Linked DNA regions of Mus musculus: all the other regions are linked to region 1. The links are chromatin contacts, called in public ChIA-PET and HiChIP or PLAC-seq maps. All regions are on one chromosome and are shown on one strand. Each heading gives the region's core, a stretch centred on a gene start, on an enhancer-like site or on the middle of the called end of the contact. The rest is flanking DNA. Distances are from core to core; before and after follow the strand shown.

Region 1 (4,978 bases), core at 707-3,206:
TTCTTTAGGCAGGTATCCCAGGCTGGACCGTGAACTCCCTATACTCCCGCCCTCACCTATTGATGACACTGAGGATGATAAAGAAAAGTGGGAAAGTATCTTTGGAAACTTTCTTGCTTCAGTCATGGATAGCTTGGAGTGTTAAGGTGTCAGGCTATCCAATGGCCACTAGAGGCACCCAAACCGTTGGCTTTCAGGTCCTTTGTTTTGCAAAGCAGAGAAGGAATTTCCGAGAGGTTAGAAGGGAGATTTGTTATAGGGTTACAGGTGGGAGTTGTGGGAGCTCCTATCCAGCAGAAGTAGGCCCCAGGTGGGGCACTGTGGAGCGTTTATCCCAGGGAATTTTGTAGAAACAGAAGTGAGGCGTGAAGCAGGCAATGAACTGGTCAGTGCAGTAGCCCATCCAGGAGACATCCAAGAGCCTTTCCATGATTTCAAGTCTGTTCCAGGAAGAGAGAAAGTTCAACTTCCTTTCCAGTGTACTTTGGTGGGCAGAGCCAAAGATGCTTTGCCAAGCAGACCGAGGGCATTCTGTGTTTGAAGTTCCTGCCACTTTGTTACCTGTTCTTTTTTTTTTTTTTTAAGATTTATTTATTATTATATCTAAGTACACTGTAGCTGTCTTCAGACACACCAGAAGAGGGAGTCAGATCTCATTACGGATGGTTGTGAGCCACCATGTGGTTGCTGATTTGAACTTCGGACCTTCGGAAGAGCAGTCGGTGCTCTTAACCACTGAGCCATCTCTCCAGCCCCCTTGTTACCTGTTCTTATTACTGAGGTATTTTAGCTATAAGGAGACTGAGGTATTTCAAAGGGACAGTCTCTGTCCTTAAGGGAAAGGTCTTGGGTGGGAGAGTAGTTTTCATTTTTTTGGGGGGGGAGGGACTGGGGGGAGATGGGGAATTGCATCATAGTCTAGCCCCTCCCACAGCTCTGAGGGTAACCTGTCCCTTCTGCTCGAGTGGCTGCATTTATTTTTTAGAATGTATCTGCCTTTATTTGTATGAATATTTTGCCTGCGTATCTGAGCGTTGCTTGGCACTGATGGAAGTCAGAAGGGGGCGCTAGTTCTTCCTCAGCTACAGAGCTGGGTTAGCCATCTTGCTAGAAAATTGTACGTGCCTTAAGTCCATAACCACCTTGCACTTAAATAAAATATTAAAAATAATGGTTTATACATATGTTCACTGAGACCACAACATAACGCAGCTAGATAAAAAACAGCTTAATAAATAACATGTCTACAGACTTCCCACAAAAACTTAGTATTTGCTTTTAAAGGCTTATTTACTTTATCGGTTATGAGACACAACGCCATGCGACTGAGCCCTTTTAACCAATGAGCTGTCTCTTTAGCCTAAGCTCAAGCCATTTTTACCTTACAGTGGTTAACACTGAAGACAAGAAAATACATAGAGCACACAATAAAGACTGTTAATTCTAACTTTGGTTAACACTGAAGACAAAAAAATACATAGAGCACACAATAAAGACTGTTAATTCTAACTTTAAACATTATTAATAGCCTTGCTAAAGCAAGGCCTCAAAAAATTAGTGTAAGACTCAGAATTGTTCCTCTCCACGGAAATCTTTAGTAAAAGGCGAAAGATTTATACGATCTGAAGAGAAACCAGAGTATACCCAGCTGTCCTAGTGTACAGTTCTCGGCCGACTGTATTTCCTAGACAACTAATGGTGACTATTTACTCCTAAAGACACTGACTACTTTATTATATCAGATAAATCTTTGAAGGTTCTATCACATTAAGGAATAAAAGGAATAAAACAGAACAACGAAAACAACACGCTACCCTTTTAAATTATACAACCATCTGTGTGCACTGCATTGTGGGTATGCAAATATCGCGGAGAAGCCGCGTGGCCCGCTCGGTTTCCGGAAGTGCCTCGAATTTGTCCCAGATGTCTCTAGGCGCTGGGCGGCCACCAGGGGTCAGAGCGAAAGCCAGATTCACAAGCGCACAGACTTCCAATTTCCAAGTGTGATTTTGGTGCGCTTGTGATTCCAGCACCGGTCGGAGAGGCGGAGTCAAGGCGGGGGAATCATTGAATTTGAGTACTTTCTGGTCTGCACCGCGAGGGCCGGGCCAGTCAGGCCCGGATCCGCGCCCGCCATGGCCGACAAGATGGACATGTCTTTGGACGACATCATTAAGCTGAACCGTAACCAGCGCCGGGTGAATCGAGGCGGCGGGCCTAGGAGGAACCGGCCCGCCATCGCCCGCGGCGGCAGGAACCGGCCGGCACCGTACAGTAGACCGAAACCACTTCCGGACAAGTGGCAGCACGACCTATTCGACAGCGGCTGCGGGGGTGGGGAAGGCGTGGAGACCGGTGCCAAGCTGCTCGTGTCAAACCTGGACTTCGGGGTGTCAGATGCTGACATTCAGGAACTCTTTGCTGAATTTGGAACGTTGAAAAAAGCCGCTGTGGACTACGATCGCTCTGGACGAAGTTTAGGGACGGCGGATGTACACTTTGAACGGAGGGCAGATGCCCTGAAGGCTATGAAGCAGTACAAGGGCGTCCCTTTGGATGGCCGCCCTATGGACATCCAGCTTGTCACGTCACAGATCGATCCACAGCGAAGACCTGCACAAAGCGGAAACAGAGGCGGCATGACAAGGAGCCGTGGCTCTGGAGGCTTTGGTGGCCGCGGCAGCCAGGGAAGGGGTAGAGGCACTGGCAGGAACTCAAAGCAGCAGCAGCTTTCTGCAGAGGAGTTGGACGCACAGCTGGATGCTTACAATGCAAGGAGGGACACCAGCTAAACAACCGAACAAATCCGCACAAGAACCGGGACCCAGACGCCTCGTCTGTGATGCCTTAGAGGGAGGGTAGGCAACTGGACTGTGCAGACAATGGTGAATTTGGTTTTTTGTTTCTTTTTACTTCCTGTTTTAAAATAGGATCTAAAAACTCATGTAAAGTTTTTTTTTTTTTTTTTTTTTAAATTCTGAAACAGACCTGTTTTGTACTGAGTTATTTTTTGGGATAAGTTTTCCTGGGTGCTGTTGTGGAGAAGGTGGCATTTTCACCTTTGTCATAATAAAATAGAAATGTGTGTAGAACTGGAAAAATTAAAAAAGAAAAAGAAAAATTACAAATTACAATATGACTTTTATGGACAGAACACATGACTGACTAGCATGCATGAAGAAGTGGGTTTCATTCTCAGCTCCATCATGTAAGAATAAAACAAGAATTGAAAAAACCTTGCCTTTGATGCAGCTCAGTGGCAGAATGCCTACTCACCATGAGCAAGGAAGGCGGTGGGTTTAATTACATGGAAAGTCTTTTCTGTCTGGTAGGGGTGGTACCTACCTGACCTCTCAGCGTTGGTAAGGCTGAGACAGGAGTTTTAGTGAGATATGACTAATCTAAAATAAAATCAAAGGCAGGGGTGGTGGTGGTGGCGGCGGCTCATGCCTTTAATACTAGCTTCTAGGATATACAGGCTCCACAGAGAAACCTTGTTTCAAGCCCCTCTCCCCAAAACCCTGCCCCCCCAAACAACAACAAAACAAAAAACAAACACCAACTTTCTTTTTTTTTAACATAATATTTTTGTGAATTATTTGGGACTTTCACACTGTGTACCATGATCAAGCTCACTTCCCACTCCTCCCGTTGTATCTTTAATTTTCCAAATCTTATTATTATTATTTTATTTTATTTTTTTCCGAGACAGGGTTTCTCTGTGTAGCCCTGGCTGTCCTGGAACTCACTTTGTAGACCAGGCTGGCCTCGAACTTAGAAATCTGCCTGCCTCTGCCTCCCAAGTGCTGGGATTAAAGACGTGCGCCACCACAGCCCAGCCCAAATCTTATTTTTAATGATAGTTCTTAAACGCTTTAACCTCCCTTGTAGCCCACCACCCACCAAAGTGGTGGGAAAGAGAGGATACGGGGGAAGTGCACCTGTTTAGAAAGATTCTTTGGAGTAAACCCCCTCTGTGTTGTTTGGAAATCAGCAATTCAGTTCACTGGTCATTGAGCAGCACAGTTTGATCTACTTGCAAATACTTCACTGATACACCAGGGTTGTGGATAGCCATGGGGCTAATTATATTTGATGAGTTCGGCACTCAGGTGAACCTGCTTCCCACCTTAATTTGTAAAATAAAGGAGAACTGTTGATTGGGCAGATAAAGGGAAGGTGGAGCAGAAGGTTGGGAGAGAGAAGAAGGAGAAAATGGAGGAGGAAGAGGATGCAGAGGAGGAGGAGGAAGAAGAAGAAGTAATGGAGCAGAAGCACATGGCCTGGAGAAACCTCAAGTTCTAAGGAGTCTCATAGATGAGGAAGATGGTAGTGTAGTGGTAGATCTGCCCAATCTAGGCGCACTGCATGCAATCATATTAACTGAGTTGTGTTATTATAGCCGGGGCATATTTGGGTTGGAGATTTACTGTAACACACCAGCAGTCCAGTTCAGTAGAGTCAGCATAGCAAACAGGAATCAGCAGCAGTGGCCTACCTAGCAGAGACAGCCAGGCCTCAGCCTCAGCTCTAGTCATCAGGAGGAATGCCAGAAATTCTCAGCTGTGCCTCTCTCAGGGAATCGAAGATCAGAGAAAAGACCCACAAGTGTTGCACAGCTACCTCTATAAGCAAGCCAAGCTCAGCCTCTGTCACTGTCTGTTGAGTCCTATTTATAACCCTCCAAACGTCACATGTCCTCCACAGGTCTTGCCCTAGCACGCGCATCTGTCTCAGGTGACATCACTGCCAATCAGCCCAAGTCTGCAGAAGCAGCAAGAAACTGCAGCACACCACCAAAAGTGTTTTAGTGTGTTTCTCTCTATGGCGTCCTGATAAATGCAGCTCAGCTATGCAGTGTAAGGAGGACCTGTACATGCATGTTGTTAGCAAAGAGTCCTTCATCACGCGCCCTTCCATGTGTTTGCTTTAGCAGAACATCCTCTCTCCTGTGTCTGCTTCAGCAAAACCTTCCTTC
Region 2 (4,978 bases), core at 1,491-3,990, 180 kb after region 1:
AAACCGAATTTCAATGACAGCCCAATAAACTCAAGCAGTAGGGACCCTAACTCTGGCGCTATTCTGGCCTGAGAACATGCTTTACCGAATGTATCCTGGCTCCTTTTTGCCTTCTACTACTTCTTTGTCAACTTCCACACACACAATGTCAGAATTAGGAACTTCGAACATTGGTTCTAGTAACAGCTTTTCCATTATAGACCGAAGACCTCGTGCACCTGTTTTTCTTTCCAGGGCCATTCTCGCTATGGCTTTCAGAGCACTCTCAGTAACATTCAGCTCACACTTATCCATGCTGAACAAGGCCTGATGCTGAGGGATAACAGCATTCCGTGGCTCGGTCAGTATTTGTACAAGTGTCTTCTCATCTAGGCTGTGCAAAGGAACCACCACAGGAGCCATCCTTGTTTGCACCGTCTTTTGAGGCAAAGTATGCTGGTGTTTCTGAAAAGGTCCTAAGAGAAGCTCTGCGCAGAACCTGAGCGTCCAAGGTCCCCAGGCTTCCTAACATTGGCACATGAATGCGCCCACACGAAATACCTCTCTGCGCGGAGGTGAGCGAGGTGGTGAGAAGCCGGGCGGCCACAGCGCTGCAGGTACAAGCGCCGCAACTGGACATCTCCGCGGGGTCTAGGCCAGGGCTTCGCACCCTGAGGATGGAGGGGGCTCAGCGAGCCCATCGTGCCGTGTGAGGAGGGTTCCGCTGACTGGCTCTGCTCCCTTCCGCCGGTTCTATGCTGGCGCAGCGTTTTCCCCACCAGGCAGCCAGCAAGGCCACTCCTTCTAATAGTGCCAAGCCTTATAGGCCAAAAATTCTCACACCCGAGTCTGTGTGGGTCATTTGTATTCAAGCCACCACAGCCACATAATCATTTTAATTAAAAATCTTTTCACAATGCCAGGATGGAGCTTGTACTGCTTCCTTGAGAGCTGAGCTTTCTATGAAGTGATGTGAACGAGAGTTCAAGGAAGCCAGAAGAAAGAGATGCAGGGGAGGTGACTCTGAATCTCTAGAGGGGGCAAACCGCGAGGGTATCTAGTTGAGGAGTAGCGAAGAGGACAAAGGCACTCCAGGCAGAGAGCAAAGCAAGGAGGCAAGAGAGAAAAAAAATGATTGCAGCCCAGGCAGGACTCAGTTAGAACTCTGTCCAGACTTCTAGTCTTGGATTCCTCGTGGACGGTAGAATATGTACACATGATGGACCTGGCATGTGCTGATGGAACGAGTGGGCCAAATGACAACAAATGCCAAGTAACCTATTAGTTCATTAGCCTCCTACTTCATTGTCTACCTCCATTGGGATCTCTTGCAAACCATACATAGGAGAAAGGGGACGATTTCAAACCTTCATTAGCTATGCTCTTCCATTCTGCCTTAGATTCTTAGGCTAGCCAAAAAACGACAGATCTTCTCAGGGAACTTGAGAATCAACTCTAGGGTGTGAGACACATTGGATCAGAGACCATCTCTGCCTTTGCCTTTCTGCCTCTGCCTCAAGTGCTGGCATGAAAGGGGTGCACCACCACCACGCCCATGTTGAGAACTGTATTTTTTTTTTAGGTTTATTTATTTTTATGTGTATGGCTGTTTTGTATGCATGTACATATGTATGTCATGTGCATTCCTACTCTCCGTGAGAAGAGGTAAGAAGAGGGTGGCAGATCCCCTGGAACTACAGTTACACATGGTTCTGAGCCTCCATATAGATACTGGGAATCAATCAAACCTGGGTGACCTCCAAGAACAAGTGTTGTTAACTACCAAGACACGTCTACAGCCTGAGCACCGTGCTGTATGTTTGGAAGTGCTGCAGCTGGTTCTCCACACCTGCTCTTTGCGTATTTTTGCAACCCTGTCCTCTTTCTCCTGCTTCTAGGAAGACTCTGCTAAGATGGGTGGGGAGTTGGTTTTTGAGATACTATGGGGCTGGACCACGCCTATTTCCGCATCCTGCTGGTCCTCTCATTTTGCCCTACCTCCTCTTCTCAGTTCCTTTTTAATGTGTAATCTAAAACTGTCTCTGCCTAAATCCACCATAAAACCTTGCTCATTTGCTCCTGCCGTATCTTCTCTTCTAGTTCAAAGCTTTGCTGTCTGCCATGCTGGGCAGAGAAAACAGCAGGCACAGTGCAGAAAGGCATAAGAAAAGGGCCGGAGGCTGGCCAGACCTGATTTCTAGAAGATTCTGGTGAGACTCATAATCTTAACATCTTTCTGCATGTGGAGAATAAATGGGAAAGTTCACCATAACTGACACATGACTTAGGCAAACCTGACTCTGAGTTTCAATAAGGTACAAGAATTGATACCTGCTGTAGCTATCTCATAGACCTCTCGTGTGATCAGGAGCATAAGACATGATTCCCAATGTCAGGTAGTGAGTTGACTTGGTGTCTCCTCCTGTAGAAGCAGGCTGCATGCGGAACAGGGCAGAGGGCCATGTGAACGGACAGATGGGCGTTGCTGGAGGTGGCTGGAGATAGTCAACTCCCCTCTGCGACGCTGGTGGTCTCTGCCCAGTCACAGCCTCTCCTTACTCCCCACAGGCAACAGCAGATTCGGCCTCAGTGCTCAAAGTGCACTGCTGAAAAATCCATTCTTTTAAGCCAAGCTATTTTTCTTGTTGATCTCTAGTGGGTAGGAGAATTTGAAATCTCATTCCATGTGGTGTGATGGTAGTGGTCTGCTTTCCTGTTGTGTATGGTAATTCGTGAAATAGAGAAAAAACAGAAAAACCTCATACGACTTCCGGTTTTGGGTTTTGCTTCCTGATTGAAGGGCAGGCGCCCTGACTTCTCTTACAGTTGTCTCCAGTGTTCTGGGGAAGCTTCTCTAAGTATTATGTGCTTCATAAAACAGGGATGGTGTCTGGTCCTGGAACTGCTACTGCTGCCCTTGGGAACTGGATTTCAAGGTAGCTTCCTCCAAGTGTCCGGCTGTGCACTGAAGGCATGGCCAGCTGGGAAAGGGGAGGTGGGATGTAGCTCAACCCTGGAAATGAGCATGCTCCTGGGCTGGGTGCTACCATGCTCGCAGCGGGACTGGGGGGAAGGCTGGGACGTGTTCCTCAGCTCTGGAAAACGAGGCCCCATCTCTTTTCCCAGGAGGACAAGAGAAACGGGACCTGGGGAGGTGGGGAAGTAGGACCCTTGTACTACATATACCTCATGCCTGGTGCTCTGTGAAGGAATTTTTAGTAAGAGGAAGCTCTCTGCTAAAAGGAGCTCCGTTTTTTTTTAATATATTTTTTATTACGTATTTTCCTCAAATACATTTCCAATGCTATCCCAAAAGTCCCCCATACCCTCCCCCCCACTTCCCTACCCACCCATTCCCATTTTTTTGGCCCTGGTGTTCCCCTGTACTGGGGCATATAAAGTTTGCAAGTCCAATGGGCCTCTCTTTCCAGTGATGGCCGACTAGGCCATCTTTTGATACATATGCAGCTAGAGTCAAGAGCTCAGGGGTACTGGTTAGTTCATAATGTTGTTCCACCTATAGGGTTGCAGATGCCTTTAGCTCCTTGGGTACTTTCTCTAGCTCCTCCATTGGGGGTCCTATGATCCATCCAATAGCTGACTGTGAGTATCCACTTCTGTGTTTGCTAGGCCCCGGCATAGACTCACAAGAGACAGCTCTATCTGGGTCCTTTCAGCAAAATCTTGCTAGTGTGTGCAATGGTGTCAGCATTTGGAAGCTGATTATGGGATGGATCCCGGGATATGGCAGTCTCTAGATGGTCCATCCTTTCGTCACAGCTCCAAACATTGTCTCTGTAACTCCTTCCATGGGTGTTTTGTTCCCAATTCTAAGAAGGGGCAAAGTGTCCACACTTTGTTCTTCGTTCTTCTTGAGTTTCATGTGTTTAGCAAATTGTATCTTATATCTTGGGTATCCTAAGTTTCTGGGCTAATATCCACTTATCAGTGAGTACATATTGTGTGAGTTCCTTTGTGATTGAGTTACCTCACTCAGGATGATGCCCTCCAGGTCCATCCATTTGGCTAGGAATTTCATAAATTCATTCTTTTTAATAGCTGAGTAGTACTCCATTGTGTAAATGTGCCACATTTTCTGTATCCATTCCTCTGTTGAGGGACATCTGGGTTCTTTCTAGCTTCTGGCTATTATAAATAAGGCTTCTATGAACACATGCCCTTCTTACCAGTTGGAACATCTTCTGGATATATGCCCAGGAGAGGTATTGCTGGATTCTCTGGTAGTACTATGTCCAATTTTCTGAGGAATCACCAGACTGATTTCCAGAGTGGTTGTACAAGCTTGCAATCCCACCAACAATGGAGGAGTGTTCCTCTTTCTCCACATCCTCGCCAGCATCTGTAGTCACCTGAATTTTTGATCTTAGCCATTCTGACTGGTGTGAGGTGGAATTTCAGGGTTGTTTTGATTTGCATTTCCCTGATGATTAAGGATGTTGAACATTTTTTCAGGTGCATCTCAGCCATTCGGTATTCCTCAGGTGAGAATTCTTTGTTTGGCTCTGAGCCCCATTTTTTTAATGGGGTTATTTGATTTTCTGGAGTCCATTTTCTTGAGTTCTTTATATATATTGGATATTAGTCCCCTATCTGATTTAGGATAGGTAAAGATCCTTTCCCAATCTGTTGGTGGTCTTTTTGTCTTATTGATGGTGTCTTTTGCCTTGCAGAAGCTTTGCAACTTTCTGAGGTCCCACTTATCGATTCTTGATCTTATAGCACAAGCCATTGCTGTTCTATTCAGGAATTTTCCCCCTGTACCCATATCTTCGAGGCTTTTCCCTACTTTCTCCTCTATAAGTTTCAGTGTCTCTGGTTTTATGTGAAGTTCCTTAATCCACTTAGATTTGACCTTAGTACAAGGAGATAGGAATGGATCAATTCACATTCTTTTACATGATAACCGCCAGTTGTGCCAGCACCATTTGTTGAAAATGCTGTCTTTTTTCCATGGTTTTAGCTCCCTTGTCAAAGATCA
Region 3 (4,978 bases), core at 1,316-3,815, 130 kb after region 1:
TGTTATTTGAATGGTAGTGTCTACCTTGGCCTCTCTCACTCTAGTATAAGCACCCAGAAGGCACTGACCTCTGTTCTGTGCTCTATTTTGAACAGTGCCTGGCATTAGTTGCACTCAGTAGTGCTGTTGGACAGATGTGTGACGTGTGTGTGTGTGTGAGTGCATGAGCAGGCGCCTTTCTGAAATGGTACATAAAATGTTGCTCCCCCTTCTTTCTCTTAATTAGGTTTCTCCGTCTGAGAACTCATTTCTCACATTTCACAAGTCCTCCACCACGCAGGTTGGAGGGCTGTATGTGGTGGGCCTGGGAGGTGGTGTGACTTTTCACACTGACAAGCTGGTGGTTTCCTTTGCCTACAGGTCGAGCTCAAGAGGAAGGAACCTTTTGCAGCTAATATCGTGAAATATTGAGTTCATAGATTTCAGGCCCCATTTAATTCAAGGGTGGGGTGGTGGTGATGGAGATGAGAGTGTGATGATAGTCCTAATTATTTACTATGTGAGTTAGTTCCCAGAGAAGAGGAGACGGCAAGTGTTGGAGTCAAAGCCCAGGCTCTCTTTGTCTGCCCATAACCCACCACAGATTCAAGCCACAGGCTCTGACAGAAATTAATCTTTTCCTGTGATCACTGTGGGAGGGTCTTCCTCTATTCTCCCATAGAGGGGCATTTTCCACCTTCCGAAACCACAGTTTTAGTAGGTGGGTTTCAGATTTCCCCTTCACCTCCTCTTAGCAGACGCCAGCTCTTTTGCTCTCACCACAAATCTATTTAAAATGTCTTCCATTCTGCTATACAGTGAACATTTTCTTAAATTGAAAAGCATTTGGAAAATGAACACACACACACACATACACACACACACACACACGTACACACACGTACACACACGTAAGAGACAAACTTGTACTCTCTCCAGCAACCAGTCTTAATAGTTTTGATGTATTTTCTTTCATTTGTTTCATACACATAGATTTATTTTAAATATACTTCATATTAACTGAAGGGCAGAGAAGAGAATTGGCTTCTCTCCCTCTTCCTCTCCTTTTTATTTATTTAGGAACAGTGTCTCATCTATCTCACCAGCCCACTCCCCCCCCCTCGGCTTGTTAACACAGGAGTCTTGAGTTTCTGACCTTTTTGCCAACACCTGTGGAGTGCAGCCATTACAGCCACACACGACGACACTCAGTTCACACCGTGCTTGGGCTGCTTGGGTTTCTTGCAAGGCATGTCTTTCAGTGCAGTGGTACTCATGGAGCGCATTCAGTTCTGCGTGTTACCTTTTCCACTTGTGATGCCATGACATTTTCTAGCTTTACACAAATGTATGACGTGTCCTTCCCTCCCTCCCTCCCTCCCTCCCTCCCTCCCTCTCTTCTTTCTTCCTTCCTTTCTTTCTTTCTTTTTTTTTAGACAGGGTTTCTCTGTGTAGTTCTGGCTGTCCTGGAACTCACTCTGTAGACCAGACTTGAACTCAGAAATCTGCCTGCCTCTGCCTCCCAAGTGCTGGGATTAAAGGTGTGTGCCACCACCACCTGGCTTTTTTTTTTTTTAAAGATAAGGTCTTATATAGTCTAGATGGACCTCAAATAATTCTAGATGGACCTAGATGGTCCTTCTGGCTAAGATTATAAGCAAGTTCTACCATAAATTAATTTTAATTTTCACAAAAAGTAAATGCATAAAACCAACAATTAATAATAATAATAATAATAATAATATTGACAGCGTCTTCCTATACAGTCCATGCTGACCTCAAATTTGTGGCTCGCCTTTCAGTGCTGGGATTATAGGCATAGATCCCCCACACCTGACTATAGAACCTGTGTTTAAAAAATTTAGCTTAATTACATTATTTTATGTGTATAGACATTTTATTGGTATGTATATGTATGTACCGTGTACATGCCTGGTGCCCATGGAAACCAAAGGAGGGCACCAGATGCCCTGGAACTGGAGTTACAGATGGTTGTGAGCCACCTCCTCAGTGCTGGGGATTAAGCCTGAGTCCTTTGGAAAACCAGCCAGTCCTTTTAACTGCTGAGCTGCCTCTCTGGCACTCTGCCCTGCATTCTTAAAGCCTGTGCTCTTAAAGCCTGCGCTCACGTAACCCTCATTTCCCACCTCACTTTTAGGCAGTCTCCAGAGTGTGTCTACTGCAAATAGCAACACAACACATGTTTTCTGTATGCGAATTCTGCAGTGCCTTTAAAATGATCAATACAGAGGACGTGGGTCATGGAGATAAAACTACAGACTAAACTACAGATAAAACTCACAACCACCTGGACCAATGTGAAGCCCTGGCTTCTTCCGGCCATACTGTAAATAGTTCTCTTCAGATGCTGCTCTGCGCCTTACCTCTCACCTTTGAGAGAATTTCAGGGAACCCTTCCTTAATACGTACTGATTTTATTTAAATAATATTTTATTTATTCATAAAAGTAAAGTAATAAACACAGTAATTAGCACACAGTGCTTAGTAGCATTCACAACTGTGCCTTGGACAGATGCCTAGGCAGCTCTGGGCAAAGCCTAGCTCAGCTCTTTGTGGTTATGACAGAGTTGCCACGTGTTGGGGAATACATCCTATTTTTAGCTTTCACTTCCCCTCCCATCAGCTCAAGACAGCATCTTGGCTTCTTCTCTTTTAAACATAGATTTGTCTCCTTGATTTCATATCCCTCAACCCTGGAACCTTAGTTCCCTTTCAGCATTCTCATGAAGACATGTAGTTCTTGTTCTGGGAGCACATCAAATACACACACACACACACACACACACACACACACACACACACACACACACACACACACCCTTACTCTACCTGTTCCCATGTCTCTTCCATGACACTAGAAAAAGAAAATAAGATTTTTTGGGGGAGGATATATGTCTGTTTTACCTAGAAGACTAACCTAGTAGAGGTTCTCAATAAAGACTCATTGGGAACAAACAAACAAACAAACAAACACAACTGTAAAGGTTTTCAAGCCATCAAACCCCAGACTCTATCTGTGATGCTAGGTCTTAGACTAGATCAAAAATTTGTATGCAGGCTATTTCTCTATTTTTAAAGATGGACTCCTCTGTAGGCTCAGGGCGTACACGGTTCCCTTGGAGCATGTAGGTATAGTTGAAGTCCAGATGAGGGGTCCTTGTCCTCCATCATCTGCTTTAAAGGACCTCAAATGGTACCAGACAAACATAGGTGTATGTTTGGATTTTCTGTCCTTGTGCATTTTGGCCATTGGTACCTACATACCCTTCTGGGACTCCGTAGTTAGTATTTCTGTGGCGCCCTATAAAGTGGTTCATGAGATATCAAGCAAGAGTGAGTGTATTGCAACAATCCATGAAAGTGTAACACAGCACCTGGCTCATAGCTGCTGGTTCCATTAATAAATTAATAGACTTATTTGGAGCAATTTCAGGCATCTCCCAGTCATTTTCTCTGGGCTAACTGACAGATTCAGTCACACTGGCAGAAAGGAATACAGATTCTGGGTTTGAGGAGAGTTCTCAGCAATTGGACGATGAACCTCAGAGTCCAAAGAGGCTGAGAATAGCTTATTCTGGAAGGAAGTGGTATCAGCTACCACACTGCCAAAATCCTGGCAGGAGCAACTTACAGGGGAAGGGCCTGCTTTCGATTTTGAGTTCTAGAGGTTATAATCCATTGTCATCAGAGGCATGGCGGCTTTAGGGGCTTGGCCTGTGTTGGAGGGAGTTTGCAATGTCTGCTTCTTCATAACATGGTGGACAGGATTCTGCCTGAGGTGGAGCAGAAGGCTTGCCCAGAGCCAGGAGTGACTGTCACTTTCTAGGCCTGCCTCCTGGAGACTCACCGTCTGCAGACAGACTCTATCTTCTATAGGGTCTACAGCACCCTTAAATAACACCAAGTGTTGAACCACACAAGCCCGCAACCTTGAATCTTTTCGACTCAATCCATAACACTCCCGTCTTGGCTCACAGGTCTTGGCTCAATATGCCTACGGTCATCACACAATGCAAAACACATTCCATCTAACTTCAAGAGTCCCTAGCCATAACAGTTCAATGTCCAATGTCTTTTATGAGATGTAAGGCAAAGTCCTAGTTGTGAGCTCTTAAAAAATAGAAAACTCACATACTTTCAATGCACAATGGCAGAGGAAACATTCACATTCCAAAAGGGAGGGATGGGGCGTGGCAAAGAAAGAGCCAAAGATAGGAGAAAACTCAGCAGAGAGGTATAAGCCTTGAAGCTCCGTATCTGGCATCTTGGGTACATGGTATCATCATGTATGTTCCAATGGGTTTGAGGAGGCCTGTTTCCATGACCTTCCAACCAAAACCACACGTGGCCTCTTTCTCGGGTGTTTTCAGTGCCTGAAAATTTTCTTAGTAGATGCTTTATGTTCTGGGCAGCTCCAGCATCCTTTATGTTTTAGGCAGCTCCAGCATCCTGGAGTCTAAACTGCAAGTTAGGCTTTGCCTTCATAGTTTTATGCAGGCTTACAAGGCAGGTCCATTCAGAAAGCCCAACCTCGATACACGTTGCCTGGTTTTCCTCCCCTGGAACCTTAGTGCAAGCTTCAGTGGCTCCCCAGAGTTTACATTCTGCACGTGTGGACATTGCTGAGTTCTGCTGTCACTCCAGGATGGAGCCATACCTGCTTGGGTCAGGGCTCCAGCAGCCTCTGAGAACCGTGAGAACCCAGAGAAACACTTCCACAGTCTGATGTGCGATGTGGGACACTCTGTGTTCAGGCATTCTTTCTTTTAAATGAAAGCTTTTTTGAATAGGGTTTTTGAAAGACAGGGTTTAGCTCTCAGTGTCCCCTTTCTCTTGTCCTAGGGCACAGTCTGGGCTCATCCCTTTAACCATTACAGTCGAAGCTGAAAAACCCATTTGAAAACCCTTCATGCTGTCTATCAACCTGCATGCTTTTCCCATCTTCCTGTTCCTTTTCTTTGTTTTGAGTTCTGCTGAG

The links. ChIA-PET counts read pairs in DNA pulled down with a chosen protein or histone mark. HiChIP or PLAC-seq counts read pairs in DNA pulled down with a chosen protein or histone mark.
Region 2: a contact with region 1 is called in an RNA polymerase II ChIA-PET map of effector CD8 T cells, with 72 read pairs. The contact joins the promoter of Cd48 here to the promoter of Alyref2 in region 1. A contact is called at or near these places in 5 of 39 promoter capture datasets (embryonic stem cells, hippocampal neurons, pre-B cells and 1 more), 1 of 15 datasets of contacts at CTCF or cohesin (CD8 T cells), 16 of 484 Hi-C or Micro-C datasets (B cells, CD4 T cells, CD8 T cells and 8 more), 10 of 115 datasets of contacts at active chromatin or transcription factors (CD8 T cells, Th17 cells, bone marrow-derived dendritic cells and 6 more) and 3 of 9 other capture datasets (adipose tissue, liver and macrophages).
Region 3: a contact with region 1 is called in a BATF HiChIP or PLAC-seq map of CD8 T cells, with 8 read pairs. The contact joins the enhancer-like site here to the promoter of Alyref2 in region 1. A contact is called at or near these places in 2 of 39 promoter capture datasets (macrophages and pre-B cells), 1 of 15 datasets of contacts at CTCF or cohesin (CD8 T cells), 6 of 484 Hi-C or Micro-C datasets (LSK cells, bone marrow-derived macrophages, cerebral cortex and 3 more), 6 of 115 datasets of contacts at active chromatin or transcription factors (CD8 T cells, bone marrow-derived dendritic cells, bone marrow-derived macrophages and 1 more) and 2 of 9 other capture datasets (liver and macrophages).

Annotation. Positions count from the first base shown.
Region 1 is chr1:171,501,522-171,506,499 of GRCm38.p6, forward strand. It overlaps Alyref2 (Aly/REF export factor 2), which reads left to right and starts at 1,957. Exons shown (of 1, transcript NM_019484.4): 1 at 1,957-3,229. The coding sequence starts at 2,136. The coding sequence ends at 2,792. LOC115487699 (a small nuclear RNA gene) reads right to left here and starts at 1,642; the gene lies at 1,527-1,642.
Region 2 is chr1:171,679,252-171,684,229 of GRCm38.p6, forward strand. Cd48 (CD48 antigen) reads left to right here and starts at 2,741. Exons shown (of 4, transcript NM_007649.5): 1 at 2,741-2,915. The coding sequence starts at 2,843.
Region 3 is chr1:171,629,081-171,634,058 of GRCm38.p6, forward strand. Slamf7 (SLAM family member 7) reads right to left here. Exons shown (of 8, transcript NM_144539.5): 8 at 3,323-4,978. Among named protein-coding and RNA genes, the nearest start is that of Mir7683, 10 kb to the right of the region's middle. Within about 2 kb of position 2,566, at least 83 of the 459 cell types and tissues checked have an H3K27ac peak or open chromatin away from gene starts, as enhancers often do. A contact at or near this core is called in CD8 T cells, bone marrow-derived dendritic cells, bone marrow-derived macrophages and 1 more, where this site is marked.